Regions from separate parts of the Pan troglodytes genome. Here all the other regions are linked to region 3. Evidence: chromatin contacts called from public HiChIP or PLAC-seq data. All regions are on one chromosome and are shown on one strand. Each heading gives the region's core, a stretch centred on a gene start, on an enhancer-like site or on the middle of the called end of the contact. The rest is flanking DNA. Distances are from core to core; before and after follow the strand shown. Region 1 holds the start of TUBB4B (tubulin beta 4B class IVb). Region 2 holds the start of ANAPC2 (anaphase promoting complex subunit 2). Region 3 holds the start of TMEM141 (transmembrane protein 141). Region 4 holds the start of LRRC26 (leucine rich repeat containing 26). Region 5 holds the start of NPDC1 (neural proliferation, differentiation and control 1).

Region 1 (2,700 bases), core at 98-2,597, 450 kb before region 3:
AGGGAGTGGGTCAGCTGGAAACCCTGCAGGCAGTCACAGCTCTCAGCCTCCTTTCTCACAACATCCAGCACCGAGTCCACCAGCTCCGCGCCTTCTGTGTAGTGCCCCTTGGCCCAGTTGTTCCCAGCACCACTCTGACCTGAGAGAGAACACAGCTAATCATTCGTCAGCCAGGTAGACAGCACTACTGGTCACCACCACGCGAAAAAAGCCGAGTGACATGGTGTGAGCTGACCACAGAATTCACCCTGCAGGTAGAGCAAACGGACCCTTCAAAGCCAAAACACGGCAGCCTGCCCTGCTACGAATTAAGTCAGGGGCCAAACCTGACAGCTTAACAACAAACCCCTCCCCGGGGGGGCCACTGCCAATTCCCAAGGACAGAGGAGCAGCCACTGCCCCAGCTCAGCTCCCTGCAGGGAGATTACGTGTGTGGCGGCTCGTCGCCTCGGCAGACAGCTGGACCTTGCTCCCAAAGCCGATTTAGTAGAGGGGATTGAGTGGCTCAGAGAAGAGGAGGGCGTCCAGGGGCCCCGGCTGCGCAGTTCCCACGGCGGTGCCCTTGGAGCAGCCCCTTGACCTTTGAGCCGCCGCCCAGTCCCCAGCCACGGCTCACCGAAAACGAAGTTGTCCGGCCGGAAGATCTGCCCGAAGGGCCCCGAGCGCACGGAGTCCATGGTGCCGGGCTCCAGATCCACGAGCACGGCGCGGGGCACGTACTTGCCGCCTGCGGGAACGGGAGGGCGTCAGCCAAGGCAGGGGCCGCGGGGTCCCCGGAGGGCGGTCGGGGAAGGGGCCGGGGCCTCACCGGTGGCCTCATTGTAGTACACGTTGATGCGTTCCAGCTGCAGGTCGCTGTCCCCGTGGTAGGTGCCCGTGGGGTCGATGCCGTGCTCATCGCTGATCACCTCCCAAAACTACAAGGGACGCGGGCGGGCCCGGGCGGGCCGGGGCTGAGTCACCGCGGCCGGTGCGCAGAGAGGCAGCCCCGCCCCGGACGGGCGCGGCAGCCCGGCCCTCCCCGCCCCTCCCCCGCCCCGCGCGCCCTGGCCGCCGGGTTCCTGGGGGCTTCGGTCGCCCGGCTCGGCCAATTCCCCGCGGAGGGGGCCCGGCGGCCGCAATGCGGGGGCGCCGCCCGGCCGCTGCTGCCGCCATCTTCCCCGGCCGCCCGCCCACACCGCCCGGCAGGCCCGCCTGGCCCCAGCGCCCCGGCAACTTACCTTGGCGCCGATTTGGTTGCCGCACTGCCCGGCCTGCAAGTGCACGATTTCCCTCATGATGGCGGCGGTGGCGGGGAAGCAAGAAGAAGTAGACAACCAGCAGCACAGGAGCGGGCGCGCAGAGTGCTACAACCGACGCTCCGCCAACGCTTATATACCCTCCCTGCCCGCCTCCGCTAGTCTCGGAATGGGCTGCCAGAACGAGGCTGGCAAGCTCCCTCGTTTGATTGGCCTTGCCCCCGTCAATCAAGCTGCCTAAGGTCCGCCTTTTTAAGCCAGTTTGGTCTTTATTGGTCAGCCACAGCCTCCCATCTCCCTATCACAATCCCCCCCCTGGCGCCGCAGTGCTCCGTCCATTGGGTGTTTCAAATGATTGATTTGCCGTCTCATTGGCTGGCTGCCGGGAGCACGCCGCCAGGCTGGCGCTATTGGCTGCGCTGCTTCAGCGTCCTGGTAACCGCCGCAGTGCCGCGGCCGGCGCGCGGACGGAGTGGGGCGCAGGCGCGGGTGCGGGTTTCCGGTCGGGCGGCGGGCAGCTGCGCTGGGGGCGCCGGGGGAGGGCGGGCCCGACGGGCCTCGGGCAAGCGCAGTCTTGGCTCTGAGCCCGGGGCCTTTCGGGAGCCGGGAAGGGCAGGCTCGGTGGCGGCCCCGCGTCCAGAGTTGCGCCCTCTCTGGCCTTGCGCCGGGACACGGCATCTGCGCGCTGGGCGGGTTCTGGAGCGGGGTCCGCACGGAGCGAGCCCGGGGCCTCCAGGCCGAGGAGGCTGCGATGCCTTAAAGGCAGGAAGATACACGGGCTCGGGGGCTGCGGCGGTGGAGGGGAGCTCTCCACAGAGCCGCAGAGGGCACGGAGTTTCCTGCTCCCGGGTCCCGCACGCCCACTGCCCTCGCGGTCGCGTGAGGGGAGCACGTGGGGGACGCCGCGCCCCGAGGGCCGGGGCGGAGGGCAGGGGAGGGGAGCGGAGGGGCGAGGCCTCCCCCGCAGCTGCGCGCCCTGCCCTGTTGTGGAGACGGCGCTGGCTCTGCGCCGGTCGCCTTGGTGCCTCGGCCCCGTGAGTGCGCGAGCTCCGTGGAGACCAGGACAGCGCCCAGACCTCCCTCGGCGGGTGGGCCCCGACCTCCGGGCTCCAGGGCCGGTATTCCAACCACAGGTCAGCGCGCTGGGGCTGAGACATATTTCTGTTAATGCTTTTCCTAATTTATGACTTGGTTTTTACTTGGGTGGGAAAAGAAACTTAAAATGAATTACATGTGGTTGCGCCTGTTTAAAAACAAACGCGCTGTATTTTTGCAGTATTTTTATTTTACTTAATTTATTATTTTGAGACAGAGTCTCGCTCTGTCTCCCGGGCTGGAGTGCAGTGGCGCGATCTTGGCTCCCCCCCGCCCCGGGTTGAAGCGATTCTTCTGCCTCAGCCTCCCCAGTAGGTGGGACTGCAGGCACCCACCACCACGCCGCTAATTTTTGTATTTTTGGTAG
Region 2 (2,700 bases), core at 54-2,553, 400 kb before region 3:
GTCACTGATGCCAGTGGAGGCTGGCACCTGCCCCTCTCGGCACCTGAGACAGTGAGGGAAGGTAGCTGCTGCCGTGAAGAACAAAGATGCTCTGAGCACACACTTGCTGGGGCTGAGCTGAGGGGCACACGGAGGCAGGCCCTGCCCGTGGTCTGGTCAGCTGTCCCTGCCGCCGCTACTTTTCTGGTCTGGGGCTGTAGCCTTGGTCAGGTTCCCAGCTTCCCTCTTGAGAACGCTGAGCAAAGTCTGGGAGCTCTCCAGGATCTGGGGCCAGAGAAGTGAGAAGGTTGTTAATGTTCACCTGTTGGTAAGGTCCTAAGCCCCAGCTGTCCTCACACTCAGGTGCTGGGACCTGGCTGGGGGTGCTGTAGCCAAGGGATCCTGTGTGGGGGAAGGCGGAAGCCCAAGGGGACTGGCAGATGGGGTGGCAGGGCCCTCTTCCCTCCGGAATCTGACCCAAAACACTTCCTCTCCACCCTCAAAGCCAGGCTGGGTTAGCACTGGCCCGTGCTGGGTGCTCTGCCCAAGACCTGGCTCTTCACACTGAGCAGAAAGAACCACATGGCTAGCGAGAACCGGATAAAGACCAGGACCCAGGATGCCCCAGGCCCCACAGTCACTCCCACAGCAGCCTGGGTTCCTCAATGGGCCTGGCCACGCTGCCCCTGCCCGAAATGCCAGCGAGGCACACAGACTGTCCACAGCCGGGAGCCCCAGACGGTCCTGACGCCCTGCCGTGGCAACACCCCTGCCGTGCCTATCCCCTGATGCTCGGCCTGGCCTCCCGAGCTCCACCTTGAGGTAGGCGGCCTCCGTCTCCGCGATGGTCCGGTCGAACTCGTTGCGAGAGGCAATCTTGCGTGCCAGGTTCTCGTTGACGCGGGCCAGCTTCTCTGTCAGCTGCCTCACCTCATTCTGCAGCCGCTGCTTCTCGTCCTCCTCCTCCTGTATCTGCCGGCACAGCTCCTCCCGCTTCTGGCACAGCTCCTCTATGCCTGGGGGCCGGGAGGGGCGGCGCTGTGGGCCCAGGGCAGGAGCGCGGCGGCGGAGGGCGGGCCTCCTTCCACCCGAGGAAGCCAGAGTCAGGCACCACCCACGAGCGCCCGGCGCGGGGCCTGCGAGCCAGCGAGGGCTCGGGCCACGGACACCCAGCCTCCGGCACGGAGGGCTCTGCTCAGCCGCGCGATGCCCGCAGCGAGGCGGGTCCAGGGGCACCCCGCTGCGAGCCGGGAACCCGGCCCTGCGGCCCTCCCGACCTCCCCGTCCCGGCTGCGCCGCTCACACTTGACCAGCTCGTTGTTGTAGTTTTGCAGCGCCGCGCCCTGCTGGGTCATGGTCAACGCCGCCCGGGGCCCCGCCACCCCAACCGCCGCGGAAGCAGCGCTGTCCGCGCCTGCGCACGACTCCTCCACGGCGCGCCGAACTAGCGCGTCATCGCTGAGCGCCTTGTGCGCGTCATGGCTGCGCGTGCAGACGTGCGTCATCGCCGCGCGCCGCGCCGAGCGAATCTCGGAGTCGGTGGGTGCAGATGGCGGCGGCAGTTGTGGTGGCGGAGGGGGACAGCGACTCCCGGCCCGGACAGGAGTTGTTAGTGGCCTGGAACACCGTGAGCACCGGCCTGGTGCCGCCGGCTGCGCTGGGGCTGGTGAGGCCTGGGAAGAGAGGGGCGGCCCCGCGCGGAGTTTCCGGGACCGTAGGCGCTTTGGGGCGGCTACCCTCGGGTTCATACGGCTCTGTCCATCATCCGCCTCTGTCCTGTCCTGCCATTTCCCACCACCTTTCCGTTTCGTTTCGTTCAGCTCCGCTGACAGCCCTTCCATAGCTTCGGCCCAACGTCCGGGCAGCACGGACAGGGGGCAGCGGAGTTTTTGCAGCCTCCCCTTCAGCTTTTTCCCTTCCCCGCTTCTCCCCACCTCTATGTTGTGTTCCCCTCGCCTCACGGCTTTCTGCGCTCCAGGTGTCTTCCCGGACCAGCGGTGCAGTCCCGCCAAAGGAAGAGGAGCTCCGGGCGGCGGTGGAGGTTCTGAGGGGCCACGGGCTACACTCGGTCCTGGAGGAGTGGTTCGTGGAGGTGCTGCAGAACGATCTGCAGGCCAACATCTCCCCTGAGTTCTGGAATGCCATCTCCCAATGCGAGAACTCTGCGGATGAGCCCCAGTGCCTTTTGCTGCTCCTTGACGCTTTTGGCCTGCTGGAGAGCCGCCTGGATCCCTACCTGCGTAGCCTAGAGCTGCTGGAGAAATGGACTCGCCTGGGCTTGCTGATGGGCACTGGTGCTCAGGGGCTGCGAGAAAAAGTCCACACTATGTTGCGCGGAGTCTTGTTCTTTAGCACCCCCAGAACCTTCCAAGAGATGATCCAGCGTCTGTATGGGTGCTTCTTGAGAGTCTATATGCAGAGTAAGAGGAAGGGGGAAGGGGGCACAGACCCGGAACTGGAAGGGGAGCTGGACAGCCGGTATGCCCGTCGCCGGTACTACCGGCTCCTGCAGAGCCCGCTGTGTGCAGGGTGCAGCAGTGACAAGCAACAGTGCTGGTGTCGCCAGGCTCTGGAGCAGTTCCATCAGCTCAGCCAGGTCTTGTGAGTAGTCTGTCCCGATGGCCATGCCCTTGCTCCTTCTGGTTCCCCGCTGCTCCCCTGGGTCCAGCTGGCCTCAGCAGAAAGCTGGTGAGCCGTCCTGATAACCAGGAACATGACAGA
Region 3 (2,700 bases), core at 71-2,570:
TCCTCTCAATCTCAGGGGCACCCCAGCCCCTCTTGGTTCTTTCTCCTCAAAGGGAGCTCTCCAAGATCTGTCTACTGCGCCCACCCCCAGCTCCAACCCATCTGGGAGTCACATGCTGAGGAGGCTGGGCCAGAGGGAGGGACCTTGTCTAGGCTATCGCATGGTGCACCCAGGCTTGGCTGCCCAAAACTCTGGGTGCTGGAGCTGTGGCATTCACTTCTCGCTAACCCCCAGGCTCTCTCACCTGTGCTCCTGTCTTTGGGGAGCTGCCCGGTCTCCAGGAAGAGCCAGAGGTTGTTGCATTTCTCCGACTCCACTCTCGTCACCCCGTAGCTGACCACAGAGCCTGCAACTGTGGAGCAGGAAATGGAAGAGGGCTGGGGCCTCTGTGCTTCCCAGGCTAAGAGAACCGGGCACAGGCTACTTCCTGACAGACGTGGTGGGTGGGCTCAGGTGGGGCTCCCGCCGAGACCTGGGGCTCCACGTCAGAGTCAGGGACGCAGAACCACAGCCCCAACCCTAGCAGAAACCCACCCCTCAAAGAGCCCAGGCAGGGGCCCTGGAGTACCCACCCACGGCCACTAGGAGGCTCCACTGCAAAGGGTATGGAAACTTCCTCTGAATGAACATCTGCAAGCCAAAGGCCATGCCAGTGCCTGCAAAGAGCCGAGGTCCCCATCAACCTGTACCCGGGGATGGCCAGGGCCCACCTTGCCAGGCCCCCAGCACCTGCGGGCAGGTGACTTGGCGCCCCCTGCTGGGGAGCCAGGGCAGGGCAGGAGGGTGCGTTCTCTCCCAGCCGCAGGACACCTGGACGCAGCCTACCTGTGATGAAGGTGAAAACGCCCTTCATGAAGGCGTGTGACTGGCATGCGGCATACTCCCCGAGTCCCTGGGGTGGCAGAGGCGGGTGAAGGCTCGATCCCCTGCCCTCTTCCTTCACCGCCTCTCCTGTCCCTCCTCTGGGCACACCCTGGCTGTGGAGGAGTGAGACCCTGGGCACTTGGACACGTCCCACCTCCCCGATGCCAACCCGGACGCCCTGAGCCCCTTAGCAAGAGAGTGCCCCCAGCCTCCGCCACTCTTCCCTGACGAAGGCACCCCCACGCCCCAGCCCCCCGTCTCGCTCAGGTCAGCTTGTGGGGTCTGAGGCCCGCGTCCCAGACCGGCCTTCTCACCGGGTGCTTGGCAGCCACGGCGTCGTCCACCCGGGACAGACCCAAATTCACCATGGTTGGCAGGGCTCGGGGAGCGGGCCTGCGCAGGCGCAGGCGGAAGGGCGGGGCGGGAACCTGGGGGTGTGGCCTAGAGGACAGGCCTGCGCAGTTGCGGGCGGAGGAGTGGGGCCCGGATCTGGGGGCGAGGCCTAGGGACGGGCGCGCGCTGGAACAGGCGGAGGGGGCGGGGCCTAGGAGACGGGGCCTGAGGGCGGGGCCTGAGGGACGGGACTTTGGAGACGCGACCTGGGGGCGGGGCCTGAGAGACAGGACCGGGGAGCGGGCCTGCGCAGGCGGAGGTGTCGGGTTCTAAGAGGCGGGGCCTGCCAGGTGCAGGCGGAGGGGCCAGGGCCTTGGATTGGGGGCGGAGCATGGATCGAGCCTGCTAGAGCGCAGGGGAGAGGGGTGGGGCCTGGGGCCTGGCCACGCCTCTAGGAGCTTGGGCCCTGTGACCTCCGGCGACGACTGGGCGGGGCGAAGGCGGGCACCGGGCGGGGCGTGGCTGAGAGCGTGCGCTCCTCCCCCCGGCCGGGCCTCATTCCCACACTTGCAGAGGCCTAATGATTGTCAAGAGTTATTTTGCTTGAGGACTACAATCAGGGATTGAATTTCTCATAAGCCACCACGGAGTGGGGATGTATAAAATTACTGTTTAGCAAAGTGGTTCTGTAACCAGCAGCTTAGTAGCTGAGCCTCAAACTCCTTTTGTTTTGCATGACAAAGAGTCTTTACTTTTAAATAATTATCGATACACCAAGTAATAACATGCACAAGTTCTTGAATTCTATCATCTAGTAATTTTGATTAAGAGAAACTAAAATCAGCCCAAACAATTCCACTAGTATTCACTGGTGTAACCATTAGCAAGAACGGACGACTTCAAGTCAGGCTGCTGCTTCACACAGGTTACAAATAACTATTTACTACTTTTTCATCGATAAAGTCCTTGATCTTCAAGAAAGTGCTAGGGGAAAAAATTAACCCCTTCCTTTCTTCAAAGAATTATTATGTGGTTTTTTTTTTAACTAGATCAAAGAAAGAAAAAGTCAACACTGATACACGTGTTGCTTGAGCCAAAAGGCATGGGAAAAAAGACAACATATAACCATTAAATTCCTAAGAAATATGAGGTAAAAAGATGAAATCTTGGCCAGGCGCGGTGGCTTACGCCTGTAATCCCAGCACTTTGGGAGGCCGAGGCGGGTGGATCACAAGGTCAGGAGTTAAATACTAGCCTGGCCAAGATGGTGAAACCCCGTCTCTACTAAAAATACGAAAATTAGCCGGGCGTGGTGGCAGGTGCCTATAATCCCAGGTACTGGGGAGGCTGAGGCAGGAGAATCACTTGAACCTGGGAGGCGGAGGTTGCAGGGAGCCAAGATCGTGCCACTGCACTCCAACCTGGGCGACAGAGTGAGACTCTGTTTCAAAAAAAAAAAAAAAAAAAAAAAAGGCTGAAGTCTTTAGATAATTTCTAAGTCTG
Region 4 (2,700 bases), core at 118-2,617, 380 kb before region 3:
GCCATGGCTCCCCTTCCCCAGGCAAGGCGGGAGCTCTGGTGTCCTTCTGGTGGCTACCAGGGCAGGGGCAGACTTGGGGGCCCTCCGCAGGCAGGTGACCGGCCCGTGGCCATGTGGCCCTGTCTCTGCAGCTGGAACCTACTGTGAATGCAGCCTTGGCCTCAGCCGCGAGGCCCTCATCGCCCTCCTTGTGGTGCTGGCGGGCATCAGTGCCAGCTGCTTCTGTGCCCTCGTCATCGTGGCAATTGGTGTCTTGCGGGCCAAGGGGTGCGTGAACCCTGGGGCCGGGAGAGGATGGGAGTGAGGCCAGGCTGGCCGCCCTGGGCCCTTGGTCTTGCAAGAGGGGCTTTACCCCCTGGGTGGGCCGTCACCTGGGGTAGGAATGGCGTTTCCTAGGCGTGTGTTGGGGGAGGTCCGGGGGCCCAGCACTGTTCCAGGACTCATGTTGGCCTTCGTCCCCTCAGTGAAACATGCCCGAGACAAGTGGACAACAGGTGAGCACCAGGGAGGCCCTCGAGGGAGGCGCGCTGTCTCAGGGGAGGCCCTTGGCGGGGGGAGCTATCCCAAGGGAGTCCCTGGAGGAGGGGTGCTGTCCCTGGAAGAGGAGGGGTGCTGTCCCTGGAAGAGGAGGGGTGCTGTCCCAAGGGAGGCCCTTTGTGGGGGTGCACTGTCCCAGACGCCGGCCTGTCCTGGGGGAACAAGGACTCTACCAGCTCGTGATGACCCGGCCCGTCATGCAGGTTGGTGGAGAATTTTGGGGTCCAGGAAGATCGCATGGACCTGCACCCGGTTTACGTGGAGTCCCAGCTGATGGACGCTGACCTGGAGGTCTCCGTGGTGCCACCACTAGAGGATCAGAGCCTTGTGGCCATCCCCATGGAGGCTTCTTCAGAGGAGCCGCCACCACCCCCGCCCCTACCACCTGAGTAGAGGGCTGAGGGCAGCTGGGGGAGGGGAATTAAAGCTTGTTTAGTGGTTGTGCACTGTCCTCCCTGCAGGCCCTCACACCCCTCATGGCTGCATCATGGGGGGTGCACGCGCATATGGGTCTCATCAAAGCAGGGTGCCCAGGCCCCACAGCAAGTTCCCCTGTTCCTCTGCCCCATGGCAGGAAGCCATACCCCTAATGTTTCCACCTTCTCTGCCACAGCTGGTCAGCCCGGCTCCTTCCTGCACCCAGCTTTGGAAAGCCCCTAGAACAGGACCTGCAACTGGCAACTGTGAAAGGCGCTGGGTTTAACAGGAGGACTTGGGCTGCTACCCCTGCCCCACTGCACTGGTCTGTACCTCTATCCCAGGAGAGTCCTGGGGGGGAGGGGTGGGGCAGGCACGCCTCTCCTGCCTCCTCTCCTGCCTCGGGTGTGCTGTCTCCTTCCACCCCAAGGCCTGTCTCCAACCCAGGCCCCATCCAGCATGGGAATGGGACCATCCCTGCGTGGGGGCCACTCCGCATGTGCACGTTGGGATCACTTTGCGGAGCCTGGGTGGGGTCGAGACGGGTGAGGAGCAGGACCTCTGGGTTGCATTGCGTGTGGGCGCCTGTCGCAGCCGTGAGCTGGGCGGGTGCAGGTGGGCGGTGTCCTGCTGCTCAGGTCAGGGCTCGGCGGGCGCCCGGTGGTGGACAAGGCGGGGCGAGGTGGTCTTGATAGCGCTGTGGCCGGCGCTGAGCCAAGAGTAGTTTGGAGCTCCCGGACAGGTGGCTGGCGGTGCCGGGCGTTGGCTGTTTGCCCTGCCCCCGCCCCAAGCGTGGATCCAGCCGTGGGACAGGAACTGCCTGAGCTCGGGCCAGAGAGTTAATATTTGTGCAGGCGCCGCAGGAACGGGCTCCGCGGACGACGGGCTCCAGGGACGCACAGGCAGCGGGCCTCCCACCGCGGGTGCCGGGGGGCTGCCCCCATGCGGGGCCTTTCCTGGTCGCGGCCTCGGCCGCTGCTGCTGCTGCTGCTGTTGCTGCTGCTGTCGCCTTGGCCTGTCTGGGCCCAGGTGTCGGCCACGGCCTTGCCCTCGGGGTCCCCGGGCGCCCCGGACTGCCCCGAGGTGTGCACGTGCGTGCCGGGAGGCCTGGCCAGCTGCTCAGCACTCTCGCTGCCCGCCGTGCCCGCGGGCCTGAGCCTGCGCCTGCGCGCGCTGCTGCTAGACCACAACCGCGTCCGTGCGCTGCCGCCAGGTGCCTTCGCCGGAGCGGGCGCGCTACAGCGCCTGGACCTGCGCGAGAACGGGCTGCACTCGGTGCATGTACGAGCCTTCTGGGGCCTGGGCGCGCTGCAGCTGCTGGACCTGAGCGCCAACCAGCTGGAAGCACTGGCACCAGGGACTTTCGCGCCGCTACGCGCGCTGCGCAACCTCTCATTGGCCGGCAACCGGCTGGCGCGCCTGGAGCCCGCGGCGCTAGGCGCGCTCCCGCTGCTGCGCTCACTCAGCCTGCAGGACAACGAGCTGGCGGCACTCGCGCCGGGGCTGCTGGGCCGCCTGCCCGCTCTAGACGCGCTGCACCTGCGCGGCAACCCTTGGGGCTGCGGGTGCGCGCTGCGCCCGCTCTGCGCCTGGCTGCGCCGGCACCCGCTGCCCGCATCAGGTGAGCTGCTGGGGACGCGGGTCGGGGTCTGCAGGGCGGTGCGGCAGCCGCCACCTGACGCCGCGCCTTTGTCTGTGTCCCACAGAGGCCGAGACGGTGCTCTGCGTGTGGCCGGGACGCCTGAC
Region 5 (2,700 bases), core at 30-2,529, 260 kb before region 3:
TGGGGCACTGGCTGCTGCCCTGCTGTGCCGTGGCAGCCTAGAGTAGCTGCAGGATGGCTGGCCCGAGGGAATGTTCCTGGGCCCTTGAGTCTTCTCTGGCCAGCAGAGTTCCCCAAAACCATCACATCCGGATCTGCGTTGGTGACCAAGGCCAGACTGAAGGTTGGGTCCTGGTACAGTGAGCCTGGGGGTGAGGGTAGAGGTCAGGGAGGTGGCGGAGAGTGGGTGGCAGCCAGCCAGGCGGCTTCCTAGGGGGCAGTCAGTGCTGGTAGAGACTGGAGGGAGGGCAGGCCCACATCAGGAGGTGGCACAGGGGTGGGAGATGAGATCAGGACCGGGACCCATAGGCAGGAATCTTGCACAGAACCTGGCTGTGGAGCCGAGCCATGCAATGGCACAGGGCACCTTGCCCTTCTCACCTGGGACTGAGTGTCCTGCACCTCCAAAAGGCATCCTGCAGCCCCAGCCAGGCCCTGCAGCCCCTCCCCAAGCCAGTTTTCTCCAGGATGGGAAGGCCTGGTCTTGCCCACTCGCCTCCTCACCTTCCTGGGAAGTGAGCTTAGACACTGTCTCTATGCTCAGTGCCCTGGCGAGGAGGGTGGTGGTTCTTATTCTGCTCTTCCCTCCCCTCTTCACCATTTTTTAAAAGTCATTTGATAAACCTGAGGGCAGCCAGCCCCAGCTTTGAAGTTCTGAGACTGGAAGGACCAAGGGGACACCCCGGGTTGGAGGTCTCACTCTTGTTCTCTGAATGACTAGTCAAAGGAGGTTTCTAGTGGGATGGGGTGGGCGTGCTCTTGGGAGGCAACAGGTGAGGTGCAAGGGGGGCATCAGAGATGCCCGTTGTCAGCTGGGCACAGTGGCTCACGCCTGTAATCCCAGCACTTTGGGAGGCTGAGGCTGGCGTATCACCTGAGGTCAGGAGTTCAAGACCAGCTGAGGCAACATGGTGAAACCCCGTCTGTACTAAAAATACAAAAATTAGCCCAGCATGGTGGCATGCGCCTGTAATCCCAGCTACTCAGGAGGCAGAGGCACGAGAATCACTTGAACCCGAGAGGTGGAGGTTGCAGTGGGCCGAAATGGCACCACTGCACTCCAGGCTAGGCGACAGAGACGCTGTCTCAAAGAAAAAAAAAAAAAAAAAAAAAAAGATGCCCATTGTCCTGAGGGAGCTAAAGGGCTGTCACCTGGGGACCCTGAACACCTTGGACAGCTCCCAGCTCCAGTCCTCAGTGGCTCCGGATCACTCTTGCCCCCTGGTGGCCTCACTGCGCGCGGCCGCCGCGGCTCCAGCCAAAGCTGCAGTCGGGGCCGGGGCCGTTCTGTGTTCCTGTATTTGCTTTTCCCGCGAGTGGGGGTGCCCCTGCCTCTGTGGGCACACCTGTGCCTTCCTGTGCACCTGCCCAGCTCGTGAGCACCTGTCTGCGTGCGCCCGGCGCTCCTGTGTCTCTGTGCGCTCGCGAGGCTAGGCCCACACAGGTCCTCTGCCCCATCGCGGGTGCGGGTGAGGGGCTCGGAGTCCTACCGGGAAGAGGCCAGAAGGGAGCGCATCCTGGAGAAGCCCACCCGCGGCCCAAACCCAGCCGGACTTCTGGGAACCGCACCGGCCCCAGAGACCGCAGGTGCCGAGACACCCTGAGGCCGAGAGAGGTCCAGCGAGGCCCGGAGAGGGGACCAGAACTGGAGCAGGGGGAGGGGGCGCAGTCTGGAGCCGCCCTCCCGCCCCCTCAGGTGGAGCGCGCAGGCGCAGTCTCCGCGTGCGCGCCTCGCCGGCGCCTCCATCCCGGATCCTTGCTGCAGCGTCAGCGCCGCCGCCCGTGCCTTTCCTCTTCCTCCTCCTCCTCCTTGGCATCCGCCTCCTCTTCCTCCTGCGTCCTCCCCCGCTGCCTCCGCTGCTCCCGACGCGGAGCCCGGAGCCCGCGCCGAGCCCCTGGCCTCGCGGTGCCATGCTGCCCCGGCGGCGGCGCTGAAGGATGGCGACGCCGCTGCCTCCGCCCTCCCCGCGGCACCTGCGGCTGCTGCGGCTGCTGCTCTCCGGCCTCGTCCTCGGCGCCGCCCTGCGTGGAGCCGCCGCCGGCCACCCGGGTGAGCGAGCGCGCTGGGCGCAGGCCGCGGGGCGCCCCGGGGCCGGGATCGCCGGGCGGGGACCGGGTTGCCGGGCGCCGCCGCCCTCGTCCTGCCCAGGCCCGCAGGCCCTGCAGGCCTGGTCCGCTGGTGGCGGCGGCCCCGCCTCGCCCACGATGGAATAAACAGGCCTGGCCGGAGGGCGCAGCGCGGAGCCTCCAAAAGGCCGCGCCGGATGGGGCTTCTGCCGGTTCCCAGAGGCGTACCTTACATTCATGGCTTCTTCCGCCGGGAGCCCGTCTGGCTCAGGCCTCCGCGCCGCGGCCATCTGGCTCTGGGCGGGCCCGCCGGGAGTCTGCCTGTGTGCGTCTCTGTGTCTCCGTGTTCGGGGCTCCTGCGGGTGTGGGGCTGGCCCTGAGTGCCCGCCGGCTTCGCTGCCGGTGCGCGTCCCGGGGTCGGGGCCTCAGTGCTGCTCTGCCTGTCCTCACGCCTTGGGTGGCGCTGGGCACCGGCCTTGTGCGCCATGGTGGGCGCTGAAGTTCTGGGGGCACTTATGGCGCAGGCTCGGGGTGCTGTTCTAGCTTCAATAGGAGGGAGACTGTTGCAGCCTCAGAGCCTCCGCCTGCATCCCCT

What was found. HiChIP or PLAC-seq counts read pairs in DNA pulled down with a chosen protein or histone mark.
Region 1: a contact with region 3 is called in an H3K4me3 HiChIP or PLAC-seq map of stem cell-derived excitatory neurons, with 5 times the contacts expected there. The contact joins the promoter of TUBB4B here to the promoter of TMEM141 in region 3. A contact is called at or near these places in 1 of 7 Hi-C or Micro-C datasets (stem cell-derived neural progenitor cells) and 1 of 1 datasets of contacts at active chromatin or transcription factors (stem cell-derived excitatory neurons).
Region 2: a contact with region 3 is called in an H3K4me3 HiChIP or PLAC-seq map of stem cell-derived excitatory neurons, with 4 times the contacts expected there. The contact joins the promoter of ANAPC2 here to the promoter of TMEM141 in region 3. A contact is called at or near these places in 1 of 7 Hi-C or Micro-C datasets (stem cell-derived neural progenitor cells) and 1 of 1 datasets of contacts at active chromatin or transcription factors (stem cell-derived excitatory neurons).
Region 4: an H3K4me3 HiChIP or PLAC-seq map of stem cell-derived excitatory neurons shows a contact between it and region 3, with 4 times the contacts expected there. The contact joins the promoter of LRRC26 here to the promoter of TMEM141 in region 3. A contact is called at or near these places in 1 of 7 Hi-C or Micro-C datasets (stem cell-derived neural progenitor cells) and 1 of 1 datasets of contacts at active chromatin or transcription factors (stem cell-derived excitatory neurons).
Region 5: a contact with region 3 is called in an H3K4me3 HiChIP or PLAC-seq map of stem cell-derived excitatory neurons, with 5 times the contacts expected there. The contact joins the promoter of NPDC1 here to the promoter of TMEM141 in region 3. A contact is called at or near these places in 3 of 7 Hi-C or Micro-C datasets (blood, induced pluripotent stem cells and stem cell-derived neural progenitor cells) and 1 of 1 datasets of contacts at active chromatin or transcription factors (stem cell-derived excitatory neurons).

Annotation. Positions count from the first base shown.
Region 1 is chr11:1,212,433-1,215,132 of NHGRI_mPanTro3-v2.0_pri, forward strand. It overlaps TUBB4B (tubulin beta 4B class IVb), which reads right to left and starts at 1,348. Exons shown (of 4, transcript NM_001246378.1): 1 at 1,221-1,348; 2 at 809-917; 3 at 617-727; 4 at 1-139. The coding sequence starts at 1,277.
Region 2 is chr11:1,264,880-1,267,579 of NHGRI_mPanTro3-v2.0_pri, forward strand. It overlaps ANAPC2 (anaphase promoting complex subunit 2), which reads left to right and starts at 1,304. Exons shown (of 13, transcript XM_016962223.3): 1 at 1,304-1,645; 2 at 1,958-2,580. The coding sequence starts at 1,529. SSNA1 (SS nuclear autoantigen 1) reads right to left here and starts at 1,411. Exons shown (of 3, transcript XM_001137367.7): 1 at 1,283-1,411; 2 at 796-995; 3 at 1-264. The coding sequence starts at 1,334. The coding sequence ends at 157.
Region 3 is chr11:1,665,021-1,667,720 of NHGRI_mPanTro3-v2.0_pri, forward strand. TMEM141 (transmembrane protein 141) reads right to left here and starts at 1,321. Exons shown (of 5, transcript XM_001162853.7): 1 at 1,179-1,321; 2 at 826-892; 3 at 573-656; 4 at 245-352. The coding sequence starts at 1,232.
Region 4 is chr11:1,282,543-1,285,242 of NHGRI_mPanTro3-v2.0_pri, forward strand. LRRC26 (leucine rich repeat containing 26) reads left to right here and starts at 1,368. Exons shown (of 2, transcript XM_063787370.1): 1 at 1,368-2,575. The coding sequence starts at 1,897. It overlaps TMEM210 (transmembrane protein 210), which reads left to right. Exons shown (of 4, transcript XM_016962226.2): 2 at 132-267; 3 at 465-494; 4 at 741-977. The coding sequence ends at 930.
Region 5 is chr11:1,404,568-1,407,267 of NHGRI_mPanTro3-v2.0_pri, forward strand. It overlaps NPDC1 (neural proliferation, differentiation and control 1), which reads left to right and starts at 1,280. Exons shown (of 9, transcript XR_010148524.1): 1 at 1,280-2,088.